Regions from separate parts of the Oryctolagus cuniculus genome. Here all the other regions are linked to region 2. Evidence: chromatin contacts called from public Micro-C data. All regions are on one chromosome and are shown on one strand. The core of a region is the stretch at or near the end of the contact, and the rest is flanking DNA. Distances in the headings are between cores, read along the strand shown. Region 1 holds the start of PPM1L (protein phosphatase, Mg2+/Mn2+ dependent 1L). Region 2 holds the start of KPNA4 (karyopherin subunit alpha 4). Region 3 holds the start of TRIM59 (tripartite motif containing 59).

What was found. Hi-C and Micro-C count contacts between places; a contact is called where the count stands out from the background.
Region 1: a Micro-C map of ear pinna shows a contact between it and region 2, with 8 times the contacts expected there. The contact joins the promoter of PPM1L here to the promoter of KPNA4 in region 2. A contact is called at or near these places in 2 of 6 Hi-C or Micro-C datasets (ear pinna and an unstated tissue).
Region 3: a Micro-C map of ear pinna shows a contact between it and region 2, with 10 times the contacts expected there. The contact joins the promoter of TRIM59 here to the promoter of KPNA4 in region 2. A contact is called at or near these places in 2 of 6 Hi-C or Micro-C datasets (ear pinna and an unstated tissue).

What each region holds. Positions count from the first base shown.
Region 1 is chr4:119,973,018-119,976,337 of mOryCun1.1, reverse strand. It overlaps PPM1L (protein phosphatase, Mg2+/Mn2+ dependent 1L), which reads left to right and starts at 1,934. Exons shown (of 4, transcript XM_002716344.5): 1 at 1,934-3,068. The coding sequence starts at 2,670. LOC127493952 (a long non-coding RNA gene) reads right to left here and starts at 1,782. Exons shown (of 2, transcript XR_011388078.1): 1 at 1,319-1,782.
Region 2 is chr4:120,181,949-120,185,661 of mOryCun1.1, reverse strand. KPNA4 (karyopherin subunit alpha 4) reads right to left here and starts at 1,413. Exons shown (of 17, transcript XM_002716340.5): 1 at 1,020-1,413. The coding sequence starts at 1,088.
Region 3 is chr4:120,311,770-120,315,100 of mOryCun1.1, reverse strand. TRIM59 (tripartite motif containing 59) reads right to left here and starts at 1,757. Exons shown (of 3, transcript XM_002716339.5): 1 at 1,613-1,757; 2 at 696-771.

The DNA.
Region 1 (3,320 bases), core at 685-3,184, 210 kb after region 2:
TTGGAAACTTGAAAGCTTATTTTTATTTGAAAGGGAGCCAGAGAGAGAGATAGAGAGAGAGAGAGAGAGAAAGAGAGAATCTCCTTCTATCTGCTAGTTTACTCTCCAAATGCCCTAAAACACCTGAGGCTGGGCCAATCTGAATCCAGGAGCCAGAAACTCAATCCAGGTGTCCCTAGCAAGTGGCAAAATCCCAAGTGCTTGAGCTATCATCTGCTGCCTCCCACAGCATGCAACAGCAGGAAGCCAAATCTGAACCAGAGGTGGGACTTGAACTCCAATATGTGATGGAGGTGACCCAAGTGCCGGTTACCATCCATGCTACAATGTCTGCCCCTGAAAACTTATATCAATAATAACACTAATGCATCACCTTCTTTTACAGTTCCTAAAGGATTTTGAATTGTTACCTCATTTTGGAATCTTTCATTATTGAACACACAATTTGTTTTAGACTTTTATTTTCTGTATTTATTAGGTGGAAAACACTGAGCAGTGCAAAGCAGAACAAGAGACTGTATCCTACATGTCAAAATCACAATTTGTCAACAGTTCTTTGTATTTTCTTTCTCTTTTCTATGATTTTACTATTGATATTATACTGTATATGCTATTTAAATGTGTAAATTCCCATTTTTTTCTGGTTATGATGGAAATCTATGCCTTTTGTGGCAACTTTGGAAAAGTTATGGAAAATAGAAGTCTAAAACAGGAAATGAAAACCACCCATAATCCACTAGAGCAGTTAAACACTGAACATTTTGGTGTTTTTTCCTTCCAGAACCTTTTATTTTACTTCACAAAACACAACCCGGATCACAGCAAGGCAGAACTGCTTGAGGGGACAGGCCCTGCCTTGGCTGGGATCGCACAGCCTCTGCTCTCCAGGCCCGCCGGCTTCAGAGGCAGATCAGCACTCTGGTACGTGGACAGGGGTGGCCGGAGTTACTGTCGCCCTTTACGGCTCGCTGGTCCCTGTAGTCTAAGCTGACTTGCGCACTGTTCCCTTCTGGGACCGATTCCCACCTTCAAGGAAGATGCCCACCTCCCACATTTCAAGTTAGGTTTGAAGGCTTCTGGAAGCCCGCACTCACTCCCGCTTATTCACAGACCCTCGCCCCTAGGCCATTTCCTGCGACGGTTGAAGCGGGACAGGAGGCCGCCGCTTAGGAGGGTCAAAGGGACCTTCATACCAAAGGGTAGAATCACAGCCCGCCCTCGCCCCGCGGCTCCATTCGGAAGCTGCCTGTCTCCTTGTGGCAGGGTTGCGACTAGGCATGGCTTTAGTAAACTCCTGATCCCAGCGTCGCGGCCAGACCTTCCTTGCCGCTTCAGAGATGATCATACGCGCACGCTTGATGTGACTCGAGTTCTCCCATTCTGTGGTTCTCGGGCAGGAGAAGGCCGTGAGGCCTTCCACTCCGGCAGGCCCCGGTAGCAAAACGCTCAGGCTGCCGCCAACTACTTGAGCTTCTCCGTCTCGCTTTGCGAAGCGGGAGAAATGCGTCCCTTCTCGCTTGCCTTATGCCTGGCGATGCCGGGACCGCACTACGGTGCAGCCTGCCGGAGGGGGGAACGCTCACGTGCGCTTCTCTACTTCCCAGCAAGCGGCTGCGGCTCCGAGGAAACCAAGCCCAAGGCTGGCAGGGTCCGCATTATCTTGACCACGGAGCCGCACTGGCGGCGGGGACGGCCAGCTGCAGGAGCCGGGCGGCGGACGCCTCCGTGGCCTCCCCCCGTGTTCCTCTGGCCCGCCCAGGGCTTCAAGCGCGCGCCAGCAGCGCAGAGCTTCCTTAGCCTCTGACAGCTCGGTGGGAGCATCGCAGGGTCTCGAATCCCTGCTCGAGGGGGCGGGACGGGGCGGGGCGAGCGCACAGGGCGGGGCGAGCGCGAGCCGGGGCGCGAGGAGGGAGCTCGCAGGCAAAACCGAGCCGAGCAGAGCCGAGGCTGGAGGTGCCGGGGAGAGTGAGGCAGAGCCGGGCCGGCCGCCTGCGGCTTAGCGCCGATCGTGCCGCGTTGCCGGGCGCCGTGTACCCCGCCTTTGCCCAGGCTCCAGCAAAACTTTTATTCTCTGGGGCCCCCAGGGTGTGTGTGTGAAGGAATCGGAGCCCTCGGGTGTCTCGGGGCGCCCCTGCAGCGGCGACCGAGGGGACGTGCCAGCCCTCGCCAGCCCGGCTCTCGCGCCCGGCGCCTCTTCACCTGCCGATCGCTCTCGGGAGCCGCGAGGGGGCACCCCCGGAGGGGCAGCGCGGGCGCCGGCGTCCCCCAACTCTCCTGCTCGCGGCGGCAGACCCGCCCGGCGCAACTTTCACTCGATTCCTCTCACTCCACCGAGACACCCGACGCTGCTGCTGCGGCGGCCGCTGCCGCTGCTGCCGTCGCCGCGGTCTCACAAAGGGGGCGCGGGAGGGGAGGCGGCGCGGGCGGCGGGCACGGGCCTCCGGGCCGCCGAAGCGGGGAGACAAAAGGAAAACTGCCTGTGCTCCCGGTGCCCGTTCGGGGCCGCCTGCCCGTCCGCCTCCTGACCGGCTCCGCGCGCCTCCTCCCTCCCGCCACCCTCGGCCGCCGCTCCGCCTCCCTCGTCGCGGGCCGGCCCCGCAGTGCTCTGGGACCCGGCGAGCCTTCGGGGCGCGCGTCGCTGCTGGTGGTTGGGGCTCTAGGGATAATAAATGATAGAGGATACAATGACTTTGCTGTCTCTGCTGGGTCGCATCATGCGCTACTTCTTGCTGAGACCGGAGACGCTCTTCCTGCTGTGCATCAGCTTGGCGCTGTGGAGTTACTTCTTCCACACGGACGAGGTGAAGACCATTGTCAAGTCCAGCCGGGACGCCGTGAAGATGGTGAAGGGCAAGGTGGCGGAGATCATGCAGAACGACCGACTCGGGGGGCTCGACGTGCTGGAGGCCGAGTTTTCCAAGACCTGGGAGTTCAAGAGCCACAATGTGGCGGTGTACTCCATTCAGGGCCGCAGAGACCACATGGAGGACCGCTTCGAAGTTCTGACGGATCTGGCCAACAAGACGCACCCGTCCATCTTCGGGATCTTCGATGGGCACGGCGGTGAGGTAGGAGCTCCCTGGGGGCTTTGTTTTGGGGTGTGTATGTGTGTGTGTGTGTGCGCCCGCTTGTGGGTGTAAACAGCAGGACGTCGTGTGCGCCTCGGGGAAGGACCCTGGTGTGGTGGTGATGACCCAGTGCCAGACTGGACAAATGCTGCTCAATTCGCAGGGTTGGGATGGAGGGTCCAATTTAGCGGAGGCAGATGGAGAGTCGTGCCTCTTGCCTTAAGGTTCCCAAGGCCGGAATCCAGCAAATGA
Region 2 (3,713 bases), core at 164-2,663:
AAGCTGAAGGGAAGATAGTCTTGTATCAGAAATCTGACTGTGTGCATACACACACCTTACACAGACCGAGAACCTCGGGAGCAGCTGTATCTAAGACAATGAAGCTTTTTTCCCCCTTTTAAATAATAAAATGTGATGGTGCCATTCCATAGCCCACCCCATCCCCCACCACCACCACCAGCAGGTGGAGGGAAAGGATACTGTAGACTAGAGGATGACAGCTTTGTATAACCCTTTGGACTTTCTATGTAAGAATGCAGCTGGTGGTCTCCTCTCAGGAGGGGATAAAGAGATTTGTGGACAAGCTGAAATAAGGGGTATCCTCTGCCTGGAAGAGGGCACATCGTGAGCCACATCTTGAAACAGCTATATCCAGAGTAAAAACACAGGCCGCTGGAAGGCACTGTTAGCATCACCAGGATGGCCTCTCACGCCGGGGGTGTTTTTTTCAACGGAGAAGTTGACTCCTGTAGTTTGGACATCGGGGGGAGGCAGGGGTAAAGCGGGAGTCGGGAAGACCAGAGAAAACGCCTTTAAGTGGAGACGTCTCGGGCCCCGCCGAGGAAGTTCCGAGCCCCACTCGGTCGCCACACGCTCGCCCCCGCCCCCCGCCGCCCTCCTTTCCCGCGGCGCCAGACGTCGGTGCCGGGGCGAGAGCCGGCCTGGCCGCCGCGGCCGGGGAGGGGGCCGGGCCGGGGAGCGCCGGCCGCACGCGCGCGCCGCTTCCACACACGCCGCGCGGCCCAGCCCTCGCACCCGCGCCGGCCCGGCTCTGCGGGGCAGGCCTAGGCCGCGCCGGCCGTGGCCCGGCACCTCGCTCCCCGGCGGAGGCGGAGCAGGCCCGACACAAACTTCCCGGCGCGGTAGCAGAGGCGTCACGGGCGGGCCGGCCCCCAGCGCCATTCCCCCGCGGCCCCGCGGCGGCGGCGGCGGCTCCCGCCCCTGCTCCCCACTCTGAGTCCCGGCGGGCACCGACCGCAGGCCCACGGCTCCCACCCCTCCAGCGCCTCCGAGTTTACCTCCAAGTCGCGGCCTTTGTTCTTGAAATTCTTGAGCCGTTGGTTGTCCAGTTTCTCGTTGTCCGCCATGGCCGGGCCGGTGACTCCTTCCCCCGCCCGGGCCCCGCGGGATCCGCCCCAACCACCGCGCCGCACCGACACTCCCAGGAACCGGGCCGCCGCCTGAGCTGCTCTGCCCGCCCGGCCGCCGCTTCCTTCCTCCTCTCACCTGCCTCGGCCGCGGCCTTCTCCTCCTCTCCCCGCCCGCCCCCCCGCCCTAACCCCAGCGCGACGGCAGCTCCGGCGAAGACAACTGCGGGGCCGGGCGGCGGCAACGGCGGCGGAATGTGCTGCCGGCTGAGAGGGGGAGGCAGCCTCGATCTGAGGGCCCCGGCGCCGCAGCCACGCCCATCGCCGCCAACCGTGCTCGCCGATTGGCCGACCAGGCTCCGGCGCGCTCGACCAATCGGAAGGGTGGATGGGGAGCGGGGGCGGAAAGAGCGAACGGAAAGGGGAAGCGAGGAACGCAGGGAGGAAAGGGCCGGGGGCTGGGAGGGTTCGGAGGGGAGGGGTAAGGAGGGGCGCGGCGGGGGCAGGGCAGGGAGGGACCACGTGCAGCTGGAGAGCAGGGGGAGGAAGCGAAAGAGAAGTAGACTTGCGGGGAGGCGGGGAAGAGGAACCCGGGACCGCCGCGCAGACGAATTGGTTTGCTCCGGTTGTCAGGGCAGCTCCGGACCTCTGGCGTCCAGGGAGGAAGCCGAGTTAAAGTGGCGTTCTGTCCACGTCCCGCGCACCCTGCCTTCCAAGGCATTCCTTGCGCGCTCCGCTCGCCTTACCAGGAACCGAGCCACGACTCTGTTCCATCGCGGCTCGTGCGTCAGCCCTGACTTTAGTTCTCCGGCGAGGGGTTGCGGGCGTCCGAGGGTCGCTCCTTGGGGCCAGGACTGGCTGGGGTTCTCCAGGCAGCTGCGGAAGGCCGAGAGGGGCAGTGGGTGGAAAAGGAGAGGGGCCCATTAGACCAATCTAGTTCGTCCTCTCCGAGCAAGGGCCCGCAACAGGTAGGAAATTGGGTAGAGCAGATCCAGTGACGATACCACTTCCTAGGTGTTTCGTCTTGACAAAGTTAAAGCATCTACTTGGCGGCGAAGTATTAGCTTCTGGAGGGCGTGAACCATGGCACCTGCCGCAGAACTGTAATATTGTAACTCGTTTGAAGGGAGTAAACTCCCGGGATACTTTCTGTACTGGGAACATCGTTATCAGAGGCAGAATAACGCAAGACACAGAAGAACGTATTCAAAAATTTCAAAATAAGAAGACGAAGAATTGGTTTTTAAATGTATTTAAATACCAACTAATAGCCCCTCAAATGTGCAGGGATGAGAAACAGCAACAAACCGGGTGGAAAGCAAGGGATAAAGGCATTGGCTTTGTTTAAATCTGGTAAGATAGGGGAAGAAACTGTGCTACCGACTCCTTTGGGAACTTTGACTCTTGGTCCTTTCTAATATATTAAGTAGAACAGCATGCAGAAATAAATGTTGAGATGCAAATGTTCCTTAAGTAAACACTTTATAAAGTCAAAGGAGGAAAAATTTAAAGGCGGGAGCTAGGGTGCTGAGGGAAATCTGTGGATTTAACGAGTACCAAACGACCGAGTTCCCTTTCAGAGAGGGGGAAATGAGGAGAGCTAGAATACTGTAGGAGCTGCTTGAAGATGTTGTAAGGTGGAGGAGGGGGTAAATTCTTAGAAGCAGAGCAATACCTTTAAAAACCTTAGGAGTCTATACTTTGAGCTGGGCTATGGCTATGGCAAACAAGCTGTGTCCGGAAATCACATTGTATGTAAATTAAATACAGATCTTAAAATACAAATGATGAGGTTCATTATAAATTGTAAGTCCCCAAAGACAAAGTAATTGAAGTAACATTGTATTTGCATGCTGGAGCACTGACACATTTGGAAAGGAGTTTAGTATAAAAACATTCAGTTGAAAAGCTGAAGAGTGTGTGTATGTGTGTGTGCATGTGTGTGTGCATGTGCTTGTGTGCATGTGCGTGTGTGCATGTGCGTGTGTGCATGTGTGTGTGTGTTTAAAGATGTATTTATTTATTTGAGAGGTAGAGTTACACACAGAAAGATGGAGAGACAGACAGAAAGGTCTTCCATCTGCTGATTCACTCCCCAAATGGCACAATGGCCAGAGCTGCGCCAATCCTAAGCCAGGAGCCAGGAGCTGCTTCTGGGTCTCCCACGCAGGTGCAGGGGCTCAAGCACTTGGGCCATCTTTTACTGCCTTTGCAGGCCATCAGTGGGGAATTTGGATCCAAAGTGGAGCAGTAGGGACTCAATCTGGCTCTGCAGGCAGAGGCTTCACCTACTATGCCACAGCGCCAGCCCCATATGTGTGTGTTTTCTACCACCATGGTTTTTGTAAGGAGGGTTCAAGAAAAAAAACAAAATTATTGGTGAATTACTACCCTATGATTAGAAGTTATCCTGTTAATATGCATGTATAGATGAATGTTTTTCTAAAGAAAGTTTAGTTATTTGAAAAGCAGAGTGACAGGGAGAATTAGAAAGAGAGAACCTCCATCTATTGGTTCACTCTCCAAATGGCTGCAGGGCTTGGCCATGCTGAAGCCAGGAGGCAGGGGCAAGGAACTCCATCCAGGTCTCCCATGTGGGTAGCAGGTACCCAGGTACTTGCAGCA
Region 3 (3,331 bases), core at 508-3,007, 130 kb before region 2:
TATATACATAAGACAAGATGTTTAAAAATATCATACAAATATGCAAAGATAATGAAGCATTACAATAATGCTTTCAAATTAAAAAATTATGGTCAGAACTGATGTTAACTGTTTGCCCATTTGTATTCTTTTCATTACTTTGATACCAACCTACTTCCCCAAACTAAAAGAGTATTAATACAATTTAACCAGGAATTGACATGAGAAGTTTTTAATTCTTCTTATGCTTTTCAAAGTGAGAATATACTTCATAGATAACATTCAGCAACATATTTGCTGAAAGACAATGTCAAAACTAACATCACCTAAAAATCAAAATTTCACCTTGCCTGATTAGTTAAATGAGGGTACTTTCCTTGGAAAAAAGGAGCTACTTTCCTTTAAAAAAGAATGTAGGGCAATATGTAAATGCACAATTCCTGAAAAAGTATCCAAATAAATGCAATTTGCAAGTCTGTACGTACACCACTGCTTGTGTACTGCGATATACAGATCCTTGTAAAATTTCTTAAAGCATATACAAGAGTTAGCAGTCACTATCTTTAAGAGTAATTTATATTTTATGCTCCTTTGCTAATATGGTCAGAATTTCAAGCATCATCATATTTTTTTTTCAAGCGATTTTTAAATTTCACCTTACACTTAAAATTTTACTGAAAACTTCGTTCACACTCAGTTCATCTCCCAGAGCTTACCTACTTTCTGGATATCCTGGTCAGCAACTTAATTGAATATACTTTATCTTCCCCAAGTTGTCCAGATGCTTTTATTCTAAAATTAAAACAATTTTATCTTTAATGTTTTGGACTTCTTTTCTCCAAAAGTACATTAAATATGATGTCATGGCAATGGCTGTTAGTTCTCCGCCTTTGATATATGCCTTCCCTGCGCGTGTGCTTTTAAGAAAACACCTGTTTGTTGGAGCCCGCACTAGAGCCATCACTTGCTCCTTGAAAATCCTTGCAATTCTGTGATGAAACACGACTGTCACAAAGGACCTAGTATTACAACAAGGACTTCGGCAATATTAACCCACAATGGTGATGACCGAGCAAACATCCGGGGTCACTTTAAACTGCTGCGAGTTAACTGGAAGGCAAGAAGCGCCCTCGAGAAAGGCTCTGCCGGCCTGAAACTACTGGAGTAGGTTCTGCCCACCACGCGTCAGGGCTGCTCCTCTCTCGGCTCGATGTGGAGACGGAGGCACCTCTACCGAACACCCCTCAAAGCGGAGGCTTCGCATCTGTGAAGTGGGCGTAATTGCATCGCCGCCTCTTACGTCCCGTGAGAGTCTCGCACAAAATGGCAGTGAGCGCGCTTCCCTCCTGGAAGGCTGCGGACCCGTCTCCAGGCCTCCCTCCTAGGGCGCCTCCGCGGGACCGGAGGCTCGGAGGCGGCGCCCCGCTCCCCCTCACAGACACGCAGGTCCCTGCGGGAGGGAAGGCAAAGGGACCCCCAAACTCCCGCTCCGGGACGAGAGGGAAGGGATGCAGGACCTAAGCCCACCCTCTCCATCACCACCCCCCGCGACTCCCCGCCGCACACACTCGGGACACCCAGCAAACGGCACCGAGAGCCGCCCGCTCGCACCCGGAAAAGGCCCCAGACTCACGCGGAGAGACGGAGCTCCTGCAACGCCGCGCCGAACAGCTCTCCACAGCCTCACAGCGGACGCCCAGTGCAGCTCCGCTCCGCCGCCCGGCCCCGCCCCGCCCCTAGGGCTCCAGGTGCTCCGACGGGGCGGGGCTTCGTGGAGCCGCGCGGCGCAGGCGCAGTCCCCGCGCAACATTCAACTGCGGAGCGTTTACCAATGGGAAAGAGTGCGAAAGCGCCGTTCAAAAATAAACGGCCGGCCGCGCTGGCGGAGGCGGAGGCGAGGGCGTGGGGCGCGCAGCCCGCGGCGGGAGCCGCCCTGGGAGCGGCGCTTCACGGCGTGGGGCGCCTCGAAAGGCGCTGCTGGCGGCTGGGGTCGCGCCCGCGGCCTCCTGCCCGCGGTTCCTGGCACTGTTGACTGCACGGAGCCCGGGAGCGCGGGAGGTGGCGTGCGCGCGGTGCAGCGCGGCGTTTCTCCCGTGACGCACAGGCTCGCTTCTCTTCAGCGCGCCGAGGGCAGCGCGCGCTGCTGGCGATCCCGCCGCGCTGGCGTCTGTTTCTGCCTTCTGGAGCGTTCTGGAAGCGGCGGCGCCCGCGTCGTGGCCCGGCCCAGCGCTCCTCGGCCCCGCGTTTCCTCTTGATGAAGTGGTTACCTAACTTAAGTTCCACACGTTCCCCTGCTTCACCAGGTTTCCTGCCTCATCGTCCTAACCCCCTAGAACCAGAGAACAAAATAGGCGTGGACTTCGAAATGTCCTGACCAAAATTAACTTTTCATTACATTTTCCATGAACTAATAGTAGTCCTGTGACTTGTAAGAAATTATATAGCTGTATTTCGAGACATTCTAGCCTCTCAACACAGTTTCCCTCTCCCGAGTATTTTCAAAAATCATTTTATATAGTGTTGTGCCAAATAAAACCATGGATGCGGTATATACTATGCATACTTTTATAATATGTTCCAGGAGCTTGTTAGCTTTTCATATATCCGTTTCCACTTTATACACCTAATTTGCTACTTAAACACTGGAGTCATGATGCACAGCTTTTCAATTTTCTGTCTGTTATATCTTTCTGCTGGCGCCGCGGATCAACAGGCTATTCCTCCGCCTAGCGGCGCCAGCACACCGGGTTCTAGTCCCGGTCGGGGCGCCGGATTCTGTGCCGGTTGCTCCTCTTCCAGGCCAGCTCTCTGCTGTGGCCAGGGAGTGCAGTGGAGGATGGCCCAGGTGCTTGGGCCCTGCACCCCATGGGAGACCAGGATAAGTACCTGGCTCCCGCCATCGGATCAGTGCAGTGTGCTCTCCGCAGCGCGCCAGCGTGGCAGCCATTGGAGGGTGAACCAATGGCAAAGGAAGACCTTTCTGTCTCTCTCTCACTATCCACTCTGTCAAAAAAAAAAAAAAAAAAAAAAAAAAAAACTTTCCATAGCAATAAACGCACTATATTATAAAATTATTTTAGAAATGTAACTGTCTTTTGGAACTGAATTGCTAACAGCTGAATATTGTTTTGAGCTATAAATTTTTTCACTGTTTTTTCCTCTGTCCTCCCTTATAAGAGGTATGCATGTAGCAAGAAAGCACACATGAGGTTTTTTTTTTTTTTAAGATTTATTTATTCACTCTACAGAGTTAAACAGAGACGAGGTCAGAGAGCGAGACATCTTCCATTCGATGGTTCACTCCCCAATTGGTCGCAACAGCCAGAGTTGTGCCAATCCAAAGCCGGGAGCC